Linked DNA regions of Gossypium hirsutum: region 2 is linked to region 1. Evidence: chromatin contacts called from public Hi-C data. All regions are on one chromosome and are shown on one strand. The core of a region is the stretch at or near the end of the contact, and the rest is flanking DNA. Distances in the headings are between cores, read along the strand shown. Region 1 holds the start of LOC107952922. Region 2 holds the start of LOC121203706 ((+)-neomenthol dehydrogenase-like).

What was found. A called contact is a pair of places that touch in the nucleus more often than the background predicts.
Region 2: a contact with region 1 is called in a Hi-C map of leaf, with 2.4 times the contacts expected there. The contact joins the promoter of LOC121203706 here to the promoter of LOC107952922 in region 1. A contact is called at or near these places in 12 of 34 Hi-C or Micro-C datasets (callus, fibers, hypocotyl and 3 more).

What each region holds. Positions count from the first base shown.
Region 1 is chrA07:33,462,102-33,469,427 of Gossypium_hirsutum_v2.1, reverse strand. It overlaps LOC107952922, which reads right to left and starts at 3,250. Exons shown (of 15, transcript XM_041118011.1): 1 at 3,232-3,250; 2 at 2,548-2,626; 3 at 2,412-2,465; 4 at 2,125-2,326; 5 at 1,964-2,038; 6 at 1,729-1,830; 7 at 1,486-1,526; 8 at 1,193-1,306; 9 at 867-981; 10 at 570-760; 11 at 375-491; 12 at 1-61. The coding sequence starts at 2,459.
Region 2 is chrA07:33,652,573-33,659,324 of Gossypium_hirsutum_v2.1, reverse strand. LOC121203706 ((+)-neomenthol dehydrogenase-like) reads left to right here and starts at 2,133. Exons shown (of 3, transcript XM_041074146.1): 1 at 2,133-2,152; 2 at 4,729-4,975; 3 at 5,062-5,142. The coding sequence starts at 2,133. The coding sequence ends at 5,142. It overlaps LOC107952923 ((+)-neomenthol dehydrogenase), which reads left to right. Exons shown (of 5, transcript XM_016888129.2): 4 at 423-599; 5 at 681-1,262. The coding sequence ends at 1,055.

The DNA.
Region 1 (7,326 bases), core at 2,001-4,500:
CACGTTTGACACATTCATATCCTCCATATGATATCTCACCCCATCCTTTCCATCCACGGTGCTGGAAACAAGATAAATTAGAAAGCATAGAAACAACCTTAGAAGACATTAGACCCACTGAAGTAATATCTGTGACTAGAAAATAATTGAGATAACTAGAGGGAGGCGAGGGGGGGGACAGGAGCTGCAACGAGGTAACAATGGGGTTCCCTCAATCATAGAGTGAAGAGAGAATACATGCTTTATTCAAATACAGAAATATGGAAATTGACGCTTTGTTGAAATACCTACAAGCCATCTGCTGCAGGACTGAAGCAAATAATAAAAAAAAAAAGTCCTTTAAGCTAAATATTTCCTTCAGGATAGAAGGTTACCTTCGGAATCAACTGCAAAAGTTTATCAGGAACAGGATGAGCAGATGGCTTTGCACCAATACAGAGAACTTTAGATCTAGATAATGGCTGAAATGTAACACCCCGAAAATCAACTACCTGCAGTTACAAGAAGCCCATTTTTGTTTAGTTTTCCCCATCAGTGTAGTTTTAGGTACAAATATAAATTCAACTTACAACATCAGGTGTAATGTAAGCACTTGGATCTCCAACCTCATAAAGTAGTTGTTCAGCACAAGTGCCGAAATTTAAAATCCCGCCACTACCTTCTGCTTTCATGACACATATTTCCCCACTTGATGAAATTTCAGCATATGGCAGTGATAGATCCAGGAGATTTGGGAAAGACAAGTTTCGGTTCTTGTCCGCTAGATTGGAGAAAATGCAGCACAATGAAACCGAGTCAATCAAAATTCTCTATTTTAATCGACCTATTTCCGATGTTATCATAAAGACAGACAAAGCCTAACTAACCTGGATGCATGAAGTATCCCCCTGTGAGTTGACAACCACACTCTAGAAGGTGTCCTGCCAGAGATCCCTGTGCTAATAGCTCCAAGTCATCCCAATTCCAGCCCAGTTCGTAAACCTTATCAAAACCAATTATATAATTTTGATTAAATACATTAATGCTAGCCATAGCATAGCCTAAACATCAGCACACTGTCAAATATAATTATGATAACTAATGAATAGAACCATAATTGCGATAAGTAAAAGTAACCTAGAGAATTATACTAAGACTCAGAAAAGGGAAAACCTAAAGCCAAGTAATGAAAAGAAAGGTTAGATTTTCATACCATTGGTGCTAAGAATAGTGCGGCATCAGCGACCCTTGAAGTAATTAAAACATTTGGTTGGTATCTCTCTAGACATGCGACTATTGGGGCTGCTCCCAGATATGTGCTAACACCCTTCAAAGAATTAAACAAGATAGAGCTCAAGAGTTTGCATTTCTCATGAAATTTCATAACTAAAGATGAAAAAACGTACATGCAGATGAAAACCAGATCATTAATCCTTTTATCTAAAACCAAAAAGAAGATACAAAAGGCCAATGAACGGTACATGCAAAGGAGTACCAGATTCTTACACCTTCCATGTTAACCAGCTTCTCAGGCAAGGATCCTGAACCTGAATATTTAAAAATATTTCTCATTTGGAGTCCAAGAATATTGCTAAACACAATGAATGAAAATTCTGAATTGCACACAACAATATACTGACCATAGTTTCTAAAATGAAGATCATACAATTGTCAGTTATCTGAACTCACCAGCAAAATTCTCATACATGATTAACTTAAATTTAAAAGGGGCTAACTTGATGAGCATACCCGATTCATTAACAAAGACCTCATGAGCCACAGCAACAGACAAACGAATCCCAAGGCTGCTGGCAACTTCTAAAACCTTTTCTCGAGCACTGACCGGATCCACTATCCAGGAAAGAATCAATATGCTCAGTATGAAAAGAAAAGATCAAACACAACTTTGAACATCAGCACAAAGCATTTGGTGAAATTTGGCAGACAACTCAAAATTTGAAACGATGTTTTCAAATTCTCATACTTGCACCCATGTTGGTAATTATACAAGTTCCTCTATCCACAGCCAAAGGTAGTAGCAGAGACATCCATTCTGAAACTGGAAATTAAACATTTTAGAGAAAACCCAAAAATAAAACATAAATAAGCTTGAATTCAAAACAATTGAAAGCAACATAAACATACTATTAGAATCATAGCCATCACCGCCGGACGCCATAGCCTGGTATCGTTCTGCAAGAGTACGTTCTGCTAAACATTCAAGAACAATATAATTCAGCTCTTTGACTCTGTTAAGCAATTTTTTAGCTGCCATTGGCCGGTCACCACCGAACCCAGCTCCACAGCCAATATAAACTTTGTCTTTTCTTCTTTGAGGATTGATTCTCTGCAGTTTAACATACAACAATTCAATTCAGCCTCCGGAAACTACCTTGGATACTTGTTTCTAAAAACTGATAAATTAAGCTAACCGGCTTGATCAGGCAGTCATGAATTTCTTCGTAGGTCTGTTTTTCCATTGATATCTGTTGAAGATTCAGAAAACAAAACGAAGTTCACACCAAAAGCTACGCTATTATTGATTTACTGATGAATTCAGAAATTTACCTTAGATTCAAAGTAAAAGAGTTGAGAAATTGTCTCGCCGCCGAGTTTTCTTCTCCGCAATCTAAATTATAGCTCTCCCCTGTAATTAAACCGATCAGTTGCTTGATTAGAATCTGAAAAACGAAGTCTGGGTTCTTAATAATTATGATGATAACTAAATAAATACAATAAGATCAGGCAGGCAGGCAAGCTGGCAGGGCAGCGTCCTAAAATGGAAAATTTTTAAATTAATAAAAATAAAATTAACATTTAAAAATATTAAAAATTTAATTTAATTTTTAAAATTATAAATATATAAATTATTAAAATTATATTTTTGCTATCATAAAAATTATAATTTAACTTCTTGTTTTGAATTCGTCACTGAGATGAGGGTCGAGAAATTATTTACAACTAGAAGCCAAAATTGACACATTATCGGAGGGTCCCGCTTTGAACTTTGTTTTGGTGGTAGTAGATGGTTACTTATCCTTTGACCCGGATGAAACACGCGCCGCCTGTTTTCTTCTATTTCTCGGCTAGAAAATCCCAGTTAGAGAGTTCAATTAGTAATGTTGCATTGGTTTCATTTAACTTTTCTTTTAGTTGAAAAAGGTTTCTTTTGGACTTTCCGTCACTAATGCCTTGGAGGTAAGTTATGTTAACAAATCTACATGCAGAAAAGAGGGAAAACGACTTGCTTACTGTTATGGATTCAGCTCATTTACTGGGTGAGGGAGGAAACAGATATAATAAACGAAGAAGGTAGATTGCTGAGTGCCAAGCGGCTAGCTGGGTTCATCAATATTCTCTCCTACTAAGAAGCTATATATAGAAACCTCACCTCACTTTGCTCGAGTAGAGACTTTGTTAATGGTCCACCTGGTCAAATTCCGTTCCTTTAATAAGAGTCAGTTTAACATTATTTTTAAAAAATATTTTTATCTTGAAAATATTTATTAAGATAAAAGCATTTTTAATTTATTTTTTTAGCTAAATACTTTTTTTAGCTAAAAATAAAAATAAAAAACTTTAGCTTTTATTTAAAAATGCTTTTTGACTCAAAAACATTTTTAATAAGCAATGTTAAAAAGGTCTAAGTGTAAAATTTTCATAAAATCTCCTAGTAAGACTTATTGATTTATCATTATATAAATTTTAAAAATTCAACGATGTAACATATGACTCATGAGATACATACCAGGTACTAAAATTGATATTGCTAAGTGTGTATGATGGATGATAATAAAATAAAAATTCGAATTAGTACAAATATATAAAATTAATCCAAATATTATACAATTTTACAAAAATAGAGTAAACATGGTTCCTTCTTGTGTAACTATTTTCAAGGATTTTTATGATAGCGGATTTGGGCAACCGTGGCTCACTATATGTTGAGTATTGTTGAAGATACTCTCTAAAAGCACCAAAGCCATTCCCTACCACCAGCAACCGTACGGATGAATAGGGTATCTCAATTCTTGACCGGAATTTTTAAGCACAGTGATTTATTTAAATAATTATTTTTAATTAGAATATAAACTCTATTTTAAAGTGACCAAAAGTATAATTTAAGGAAAAAAAACATAAAAATGCAGCTATCCAGATTAAACAATTAACTCAAAATAAAATTAAAATTAAGTTAAAAAGTCTTAAGTGAAAATAAATTTAAGGCTTTTTTTCGCGAGCAAGTCATGCCTTTTGTGCATGTTTGGGATTGCTTTGTTAATTTTTTCTAATTGATTTTCTTCTTTTCGGGAGCATGCCTTTGTGCATGCTTAGTACTGCTTTGTCAATTTATCCTCATTGTTTGCTTTTATCTTATTATGTTGTTTTATTGTTTTGTTTGTTATGGAGTCAGACTTTCAGATCCTTCCCTTGAAGGAAAAAGAAGAAGCCAAACTGGTGATTAACGTGGAAAATGTGTTGGAGGATGACATCAACTATGATCTTTCTTTCTTTTTTTTTGGCAAAGTTTTGGGGAATAGTTCACTAATTTTGCTGCGATAGGCATACTCTATTATTTAACCTATTGGTTTGGGGACCTTTATCTTATTAAGTTCTATCATTTTGTAGATCTTAAAAAGATGATTTCAAGAGGTCCATGATTGTTTAGTAATTGTTTATTACTTATCTATCAGTTAGCTAAGGGTGAGAACCCTGAAAATATTGAGTTTTCATTTGTCAATTTTTGGGTCCAAGTTCATAACTTGCCCCCAAGGTTAGCATCTATTAATCTTGCTAAAAGCCTAAGAGGTCTTATAGGAACTTCTCTAAACTATGACGCAAGTAACAAAGGGAATGTGTTTAATAGTTTTATGCACATTCACGTCCTGCTTGACATAAGAGAATCATTGATGAGAAAGAAAAAGATTCAAAGACAAATGGACAATGTTTTGATGATTTCTTTCAGCTATGAATTGGTTTGCTATCTGTGTTGTCGAATGGGCCATGGTGAAACAAGTTGTTGTAAATTTTTGGATATGTGGGATGGAGTGGTTGTTAGGGAATGGCCCGAAGAAATTACAACTGAGTTTTGTCGGTAAATGAGGGGATCGTTGGTGCAATAGAGACTCACTCTAGAGTTTAAGTCAACTAGTCTTATTTTCCTCAATCACAAGTTATTATAGCAAGGTGGGCGGGTTTGGAGAAACTGCCTATCTATCTCCCTCTTCTATCTCTGGTCATTCGTTATAAGCCGATCTCTTAAAAGGGACCTACCAGGAGCCATGAATTGTTTATCTTGGAACTGTCGAGGTTTGGGCAACCGGCGTACGGTTTTATCTCTGAAGGAGGTGATAAATTCTAATAAGCTCAAGTTTGTTTTTCTTATAGAAACTTTAGTTCATTACAAAAAAAAGAACAAAAATACGTATTGCTCTTCAGTCTGATAATTGCTTTTATGTAGATAAAATTGGTAGTAATGGGAGCTTGGCTTTTTTATGGAATTCCAATGTCAACACTACTATCACAGTCTACTCTAGCAACTATACTAATGTAATTATTGAGTCCTTCGAGTAAGTCCGACGACAGTTAACTAGTTGTTATAGGTTTCAAGAAGTTAGTAGAAATGATTAGTTGTGTCCGGTTAATTTGTGATGTTTAAGAACTTGTGTTCTGTCACCTAGCTTGGCATCTCTGCACTAACACAAGTTAGTTTGTGTTTACATGGCACTAATACCTAATTCGATGGTGACATGTGGCAACCTCTCAATATGCGACGTGACAGACATAAATTTTAAAAATTAAAAAACTTTAAAAATTTTAATTAATTAAAAAATATGTAATTTTTCATATCAAGAATGAACATGGACAAATGGTTATCTAGATATATATACATTTGTACACCTATTTGTCTAAATTCATTTCAAATATATATTTTTGTAAGTTTATATTTTTTAAATTTTTTTATAAAGTACCAGATTATCTATATTATTATTTTGAAATTAAAAAAATATATTTTAAAAAAATAAAATAATTAAATTAATAAAAATATAAAAAATCACATTAAGAATGAACCTAGATAAGTTAATGTCTAAATTAAAATGCATCTAGACAACCATATATCTAAATTCATTGTTGATGTGCTTTTTAGTTCTTTTATATTTTTTATTTATTTTATAATTTTATAAAATTTTATATAGATTATAGATTTTTATATATTTTTCAAAATATTATACGCTTTTTATATTTTTTTAATTGTATATATTTTTCTATTTTTATAAATTAATATTTTATATATATTTATAATAATAATCTAACAACTGATATTTTATATAACAAAATTTAAAATATATAAACTTACTAAAAAATATATAGAATGAATCTAGAAAAATGGGTGTCTAGGTTCATATTAGACGTGAGCATGGGTCGGGCCACTCGGCCCGGCCCGATGGCGCGCCCGAAATGTGACAGGGTTTGGGCAAAAATATAGGTTTGAAAAATGGGTTTGGACAAAAAAATAAGGCCAGTTTAAAAAATGGGCAAGGCCTCGGGTAAGACATTTTTGGCCCGGGCCCAAATTCACTAAAGGACAAAAAAAATTTAATTTTTTTAAATATTATTTTCTTGTTATTTTCTCCCTATTTTGCTACCATTTTGCTATTATGTTGCTTCTATTTTGTTGTTATTGTTTGGATATTGTATAAAACTTATTTTATTGTTAATTTTGTTATTATTTTAAAGACATTTGTTAATTTTGTTATTATTTTAGAGACATTTGCTTATTAAGTTGCATCTATCTTAGTGTTATTTAAGTATACATATTTTTTTAAATTTATTTTCAATTTGTTGGGAAATATTTATTTTGATGTTTTTAGTATTTCTGATATATTATATATATTTTAAAATTACATAAAAATAATATAAAAATTAATATGGGTGGGTCAGGTTGGGCCCGAGTTTTAGCATTTTTATCCGGGTCAAGCTTAGGCAAAATTTTAAGCTCATTTTTTGGGTCGAGCCCAGGCCTAACAAACGGGCCTGAATTTTTAGTCGAGTCCAGCCCGGTCCATGCTCACATCTAATTCATATGTATCTAGACAATTATTTGTCAAAGTTTATTGTTGATGTGATAAAAAAATTTTAAATTGACTTATATATTTTAAATATTTTTTAATTTCTTAGGTATTGCTCGCCAAATGGCATATTGAGAGGTTACTACGTGTTTCCATCAAATTGGCCACTAATGTCACGTCAATACAAATTTATGGTGGTATGGAGGTACCAACCTGAGTAACTGAATGCAAGTTTAAGTACCAACTAGATTAAAAAAAAGTTTAAACACCAACTATGTAC
Region 2 (6,752 bases), core at 884-3,383, 190 kb before region 1:
AACCTATTGGGTCATGGATACCTAATTATCTTATTATTTCTTTTCTAACTCAAAAGGGGATAGTGGTTAAGAACTCTGTATTGTCATTAAAGGTTTAGGATAAGTTTTGGCTATGACATCTCTCTCAATTTGTAATGTACCAAAAAGAAAGTTCTATTATCTTAGGCACGTTTTCAAAGGGTTAAATGCATGTTTAATTGTTCCGTCATTATTTTTTCATTTACAATATTTTCATCTATTAATATGTGAATGACGATTAAACATGCATTGAACATTAATAGATTAAAAAATAATGGAGTGGAATCAACCCTGTCTTCGTACATATGAGAGTGGTAAAACTTTGATAGATTTATAGGTACTCGAAGAAACAGTAAAGAAGTAGCCGGATGGGATTATGTCATGATAGCTTGTTACAAATGTAGGTAAATTCGCGTGATATATGGAGTAAAGCGACTGATGACAATTACGAGTTAGCCGAAGAATGCCTAAAAACAAACTACTACGGCGCTAAAAGAACTGCCGAAGCACTTATTCCATTGCTGCAACTATCCGACTTGCCAAGGATCGTAAACGTTTCCTCCTCTGTAGTCATGCTGAAGGTAGAATCCCGAGTTCCTGTAAAATCCCATTTCAGATCATAAGCTTTAAAAATGGTTGATGGAAAAGTTTCTTTGTTACAGGGTAAAGGTGAAAAGCTTAAAGGAGTGTTAACAGGTGTTACAACAGAGGAGAAACTGAATGACTTAATAACTGAGTATCTAAAAGATTTTAAGGAGGGTTTACACGGAAGTAAAGGATGGCCAACCTTCATCTCTGCCTATACTGTCTCTAAAGTAGCATTGAATGCCTATACAAGGATTCTGGCAAACAAGTACCCAGATTTCTGCATCAACTCTGTTTGCCCTGGATATGCCAAAACTGATATAAACCTCAACACTGGTACAATAACTGCTGAAGAAGGTGCTGTGACTCCTGTTAAGTTGGCACTCTTGCCTAAAGGTGGCCCTTCTGGTCTCTTTTTTGTGAAGAGTGAGCCTGCAACTCCGGAACCTTGATGCGACACCACGACGACGGCAACAATGCAATCTCAACTTAGATGCAATGCAACAGTAAGATGAAAATGGACAACAAATTTGGTTGCGAAATGCAAATTTGTTCTGTAAATTCCACTTTATATCTGAAATTTTCTGTTATAAGTTGTAATATATGGGAATTGCCCAACTTTTGAACCTAAACATATATATATGGCAATATTAGTTTTAGTTTATCCATCAAAAAACTTAGTTTTACCTCAAAGATGGTTGCTTTTAATGGGAGTTGATTTTTATGAACAAAAGAGAAATTTCTGCAGGTCCTTTCCCGCTGCTCGAAACTGACATTTTTGCCCACACATTATTTAATTTAAAATTATTGGTTAAAATAAAAAAGAAATCGTATACATTCAAAAATAATTATAATTATAAATTAAAAATTTTGTTTATTTTAAAATAGAATTATTCAATAATTATAATTAATATTTGATGTTTTTAGATTTGAGTTTCGAATTTTGGATATTTTTATATTTATTTATATTTAATAATTATAATTAATATTTTTTTAAAATAAAATTATTCATATTTATTTTTAAACTCTTCAATATTTTTTTGTTTTACATCGATAATAATATGTTATTGTATAATTAAATAATGGTGCATAAGACTATCACGAATATTGCCTTAAATATTTCCCATAAAATTCCAATTTTTAGTGTTTTTTTTTTAAAGTTAAATTTGTAGTGATAAATCTTTTAAAAAATATAAATAATAAAACTCAGAAAGTAAATAATACAAATTTACTCAATTATTACAGATTGTTTGCACTTCTGTGGTTCATAAAGGCTTAACTGAGCTGTCTAAATTTGGTGCCAAATTTGGTTGATTTGAAGCGTCTTGTTGACTGAATTTGGATTATTAGGTACCACAAACTGGTTTGAAGGGTAGGGACCATTTTCTAGCTTAGTATTTATGATATTTAAGGATTGCCTATATATGTATCTCTAAAAGCCTATGAAAAGATTATTATCTTCTTTAATTTATTAGATCATCATTTTCAAACTTCAGACTAGATAGGGGCCTTTCTACTTAACATCATCAATGGCAGAAGTAATCAAGAGGTACTACTTTTTTCTTCACATACCATGATATGTCTCTTCAATTTTTCTTCAAATTCCACGTTGACGTCAATTTTTTTAGGCTTGGAAAATGGAGGGAGATCGGTTTTTGTAGTTGGCGGACTGTGCTCTGTGACCATCTAGCTGGATTCTGTGGTGTGTAACTAGAAACTGCAAAATGGGGGTGAGTTAAGAGGCGTCGTAGCTTATGTGTCGGGACGCTCTCTTAATTCGGTTTTTAGTAAAGAAAAAGCAAGGTTGAAAGCAATAATAGAGTAAAAATATAGGTGGAAGAGGTCATATTTGAAAAGATGTTAAAGCTTCGCATTTATAATCGATTTATGGGCTACTCAAATCTGAATACTACTCTTTGATTGGTTAATTCATCTTTTCCTATTATCTTGGGATGTTCGCCATACATTTTTCATGCATTTTCTTGAATGGTGTAAAATTTTAGTTTAAGTGATAAGATATAAAAGATTAAGATTTATTTGACTTGAGAAAGAATGATTCAAATCTGTTTTATAAGTAAAAAATAAATAAATTTAAAACTAAAGAAAATGAAAACATTAAAAGAAGAAATTTAAGAACAAAAATTATAAAACAAATGGAAAATGGAATGAATAACCCGATGATATGATGAATAAGTGTTCAATTGAAACCTTTAAGATATAAATCATAACAAACTTGATTAATGACTTTAATCAACTCTCTAAGAAATAATGCAAATTGAATGATGAATCCTTAGCAAATTGAAGGTTGAAGAATGAATTCTCACAACTCTTTGAAGAAAATCGAGAAGAAAACTATGTCAAAAAAATCATAAAAAAGAAATATTGCACAAAAAAATTAACTCCCAAAGTTGAAAACTTTATTAATAAAAACAATTGTCCTTAATGAACAATAAAGAAGCCTTTATAGTCAGATTAAGAATGCTTCTACAAAATGCTTTGGGGACAAAAAAATACTTTTGGGACAAAAGTATTCTTAAATAAGCTGCTTTTTGCTAGAAAAAATGCTTCTCCCAAACAAAAAATTGGCCCAAAAGTATTTTTCTAAGAAGCTAAAAGTGTACTTTCCCAAAAGCACTTTTGAAAAATATTCTTAAACTAGGCTTAAGAAACATAAAACTCTAAAATAACTTAGAATACTTAAAAAAAATCTAAAATTTAGAATAAATAAATAAAAAAAGAATACCTAATAAATACAATAGTGGACTAATATGTAATAAAAATTAAGGCTAAAAATCGAACTCAATATGATTTAAATTCAAATTAAAAGTCCGAAACTAATAATTTTCGTAATAATACCGTCCAAAATTTTTGCTCACACAGTCTTCACTATAACAATCATAACTTGAGTTCCCGAATTCTAAATCAAGTGATTCAAAGTGCGTTTCAAAGCTAAGAGATAAATCTTTGAACACTAGACATCTTAACCCGGAAAAGCCTAGATCTCATTCAAAATGTGATCACAAGTTAACTGATTTTCCAACTTGAACATTGGCACATTTAGTGAAAGGATTTTAATAAATTTTACACCATTCGTGCATGTATCATAAGGCATAAAAAACTCCCAAATTTTGGCAAAAAAATTAGGATAAATTACAAAAATAGTCCATGTCTTTATTTCTATTTTTGTCACCAAACTAATTTTTTTCGATTTAATCACTCAACTTTTCGAAATAAAATATTTTAGTCACTAATCTCATTAATTGCCATTAGATAAGTGACGAGAAGCTAACGTGAGGCTTTTTTTATTGGTCTAATAACAAATTTAGCTCTCTAATATTTACACATTCTATTAATTTAATCTTAAATCTACAAAAATTCTATAAATATAATCAAATGCATACTTGGATGACTATTTTTGTAGTTTATCCAAAAACGATGAAATCCCTCCGAAAAAAAAACCACACTCAGTTAAACTCTCATACATTCATATTGAAGTTCAACAAAAAAAAAAAGGAAAAATTATAAATAAATCAAAATTTAAAAAATATTTTAAAATTTTATGTTAACAATCACTGAATTTGAACAACGACTTATTCAAGTTCAGTCTAAATTTGAAAATTTTTAAATAATATATATTTAAATTTTGAAAAAATTATAAATTTGTAGAAAAATATTAAAATTTTTAAAAGTATTGAATAAAATTCAAAAATTTCAAAAAATAAAAATTTTAAAAAAATCATTTAAAAGTTTAAGTCTAAAATGAATTTAGACAGATTAGTTTTCCAAATTCAATCTAAATCTAGACTTCAAGATAATTTTATTAAAATAATTTTATTAAAATATATGAAATATATAAAATTATTTTTCTTCGTGTAGAATTGACACCACAAAATCAAGGTTACAGAAAAATGGTCACTACATCATTGTCATAGAATTGTTCTTCTTAATTGTTTAAAACATTTTATTTGTTGAAGAAAATGAATTCATTATGTGTCATTTGACAATATTTATGTTAGACAAATAAACTATTATCTTTGGGGCTTACATAGATCCAGGTCAATTTTATTTGGGTATAAATTGCGTCCTCTTTGAACTAGTGGTTTGAAATGAATTTGCTTGTTTCAGGTATGCAGTTGTCACTTGGGCAAACAAAGGTGTTGGACTTGAAATATGTAAGCAATTAGATCAAAGTGGGATCATGGTGGTGTTAATTGCTAGAGATGAGAAAAGAGGTCTTAAAGCTCTTGAAAGTCTAAAACACTCTGGTCTCTCGGATTATCTAGTTTTTCACCAGCTCGATGTAGCAGACCCTGAAAGCATTGCTTTTCTGGCAGATTTTGTGAAGAAACAATTTGGGAAGTTGGATATCTTGGTACCAATTATCCAACTTAAATACCATAATTACTCGAGCCCTAATTTTCTATGACAAGATTTTCTTAATACATTCATCTTTTGTAGGTTAACAATGCTGCGATATTAGGTGCAACATTTTTTATTGCTCCTGGTATTGAGGTATGTTGGCTAAACTACCTTTATTAAGAAAGCATGTGTCAGGACCAAATCTATTGGGTCATGAATACCTAACTGTCTTATTATTTCTATTTAACTCAAAAGGAGATAGTGGTTAAGAACTCTCTGTTGACATTAAAGGTTCAAGATTCAAGTTTTGGCTATGACACCCCTCTCTCAATTTGTAATGCACCAAAAAAAAAAGGTTCTATTATTTAAGGCACGTTTTCAAAGGGTTAAGATCCACTCTATTACTTTTTCATCTATTAATATTCAATGCATGTTTAATCATCATTATTTTTTCATTTACAATATTTTCATCTACTAATATGTGAATGGCGATTAAACATGCATTGAATATTAATAAATGAAAAAATAATGGAGTGAAATCAAACCCGCCATTACATAATCAAATCCAATGTATAATGCACTATAGGTAGAGGTACATATGAGAGGTAAAACTTTGATAGATTTATAGGTACTCAAAGAAATTATAAAGATGTAGTTGGATGGGATTGTCTCATGATAGCTTGTTATAAATGTAGGTAAATTCGCGTGATATATGGAGTAAAGCAACTGATGACAATTATGAGTTAGCTAAAAAATGCATAGAAATAAACTACTATGGTGCTAAAATAACTGTTGAAGCACTTATTCCATTGCTGCAACTATCCGACTTACCAAGGATCGTAAATGTTTCCTCCTCTGTAGTCATGCTGAAGGTAGAATCTCGAGTTCCTGTAAAATCCCATTTCAGATCACAAGCTTTAAAAATGGTTGATGGAAAAGTTTCTTTGTTACAGGGTAAAGGTGAAAAGCTTAAAGGAGTGTTAATAGGTGTTACAAGAAACTAAATAACTTAATAGTTAAGGATAAATCTACCTTTTTGAGTAACCATAGGTTGAAGGAAGAATTCTTTCTCGTTTAGACCTGTGAGTAGATCCTACACCAAGGCGCATACCAACTTGGTATTAGAGCCTTCAATCATGGGTGATAGAGAGACTTTGGTAGCTAAATTGGAGGCTTTCATTGCGCAAATGGCTACAAGCCAACAAACATTAAAGGAATAGATGGCAGTGTAATCTATTTTGGTCCAAAAGACAACAAAAGGGTATTTGGAGAAAAATAGTGAGGAGCAGGGAAGCAACGAACGCAGAAAAAGGAATTCAAACTTGCAACAAAGTGGGTGCTTGGTGCCATGATACTCTAAGATAGAATTTCCCATTTATGATGGTGTTGGATATCCTTTAGGGTGGCTAAAAAGATGCGAATTTTTTTTTTTTGCAATCGATGGACTAATGAAGAAGACAAAGTAGGATTAGTTTCATTCCATCTCTTAGGAGAGGCACAATTGTGGTTTGATTAAATGGAATAAGAGGAGGCAAATCTTAATTGGGGACGTTTCAAAGAGTGTTAAGGTTTGGGCCATCTATGCCTAATAACCCCTTGGGTGAACTTGCCAACTTGAGACAAACTGGGACTGTAGAGGAATATCAATTGCAATTTCAATTACTTTGGCTAGGACTGTTGATCTTAAACCTCGACAATAAGTAAACCTCTTTACTGCCGAGTTGGTAGAGGAACTTCGAATTGATATTGAGATGCAACAATCGAAAAACCTTGGAGTTGCAATGAATATA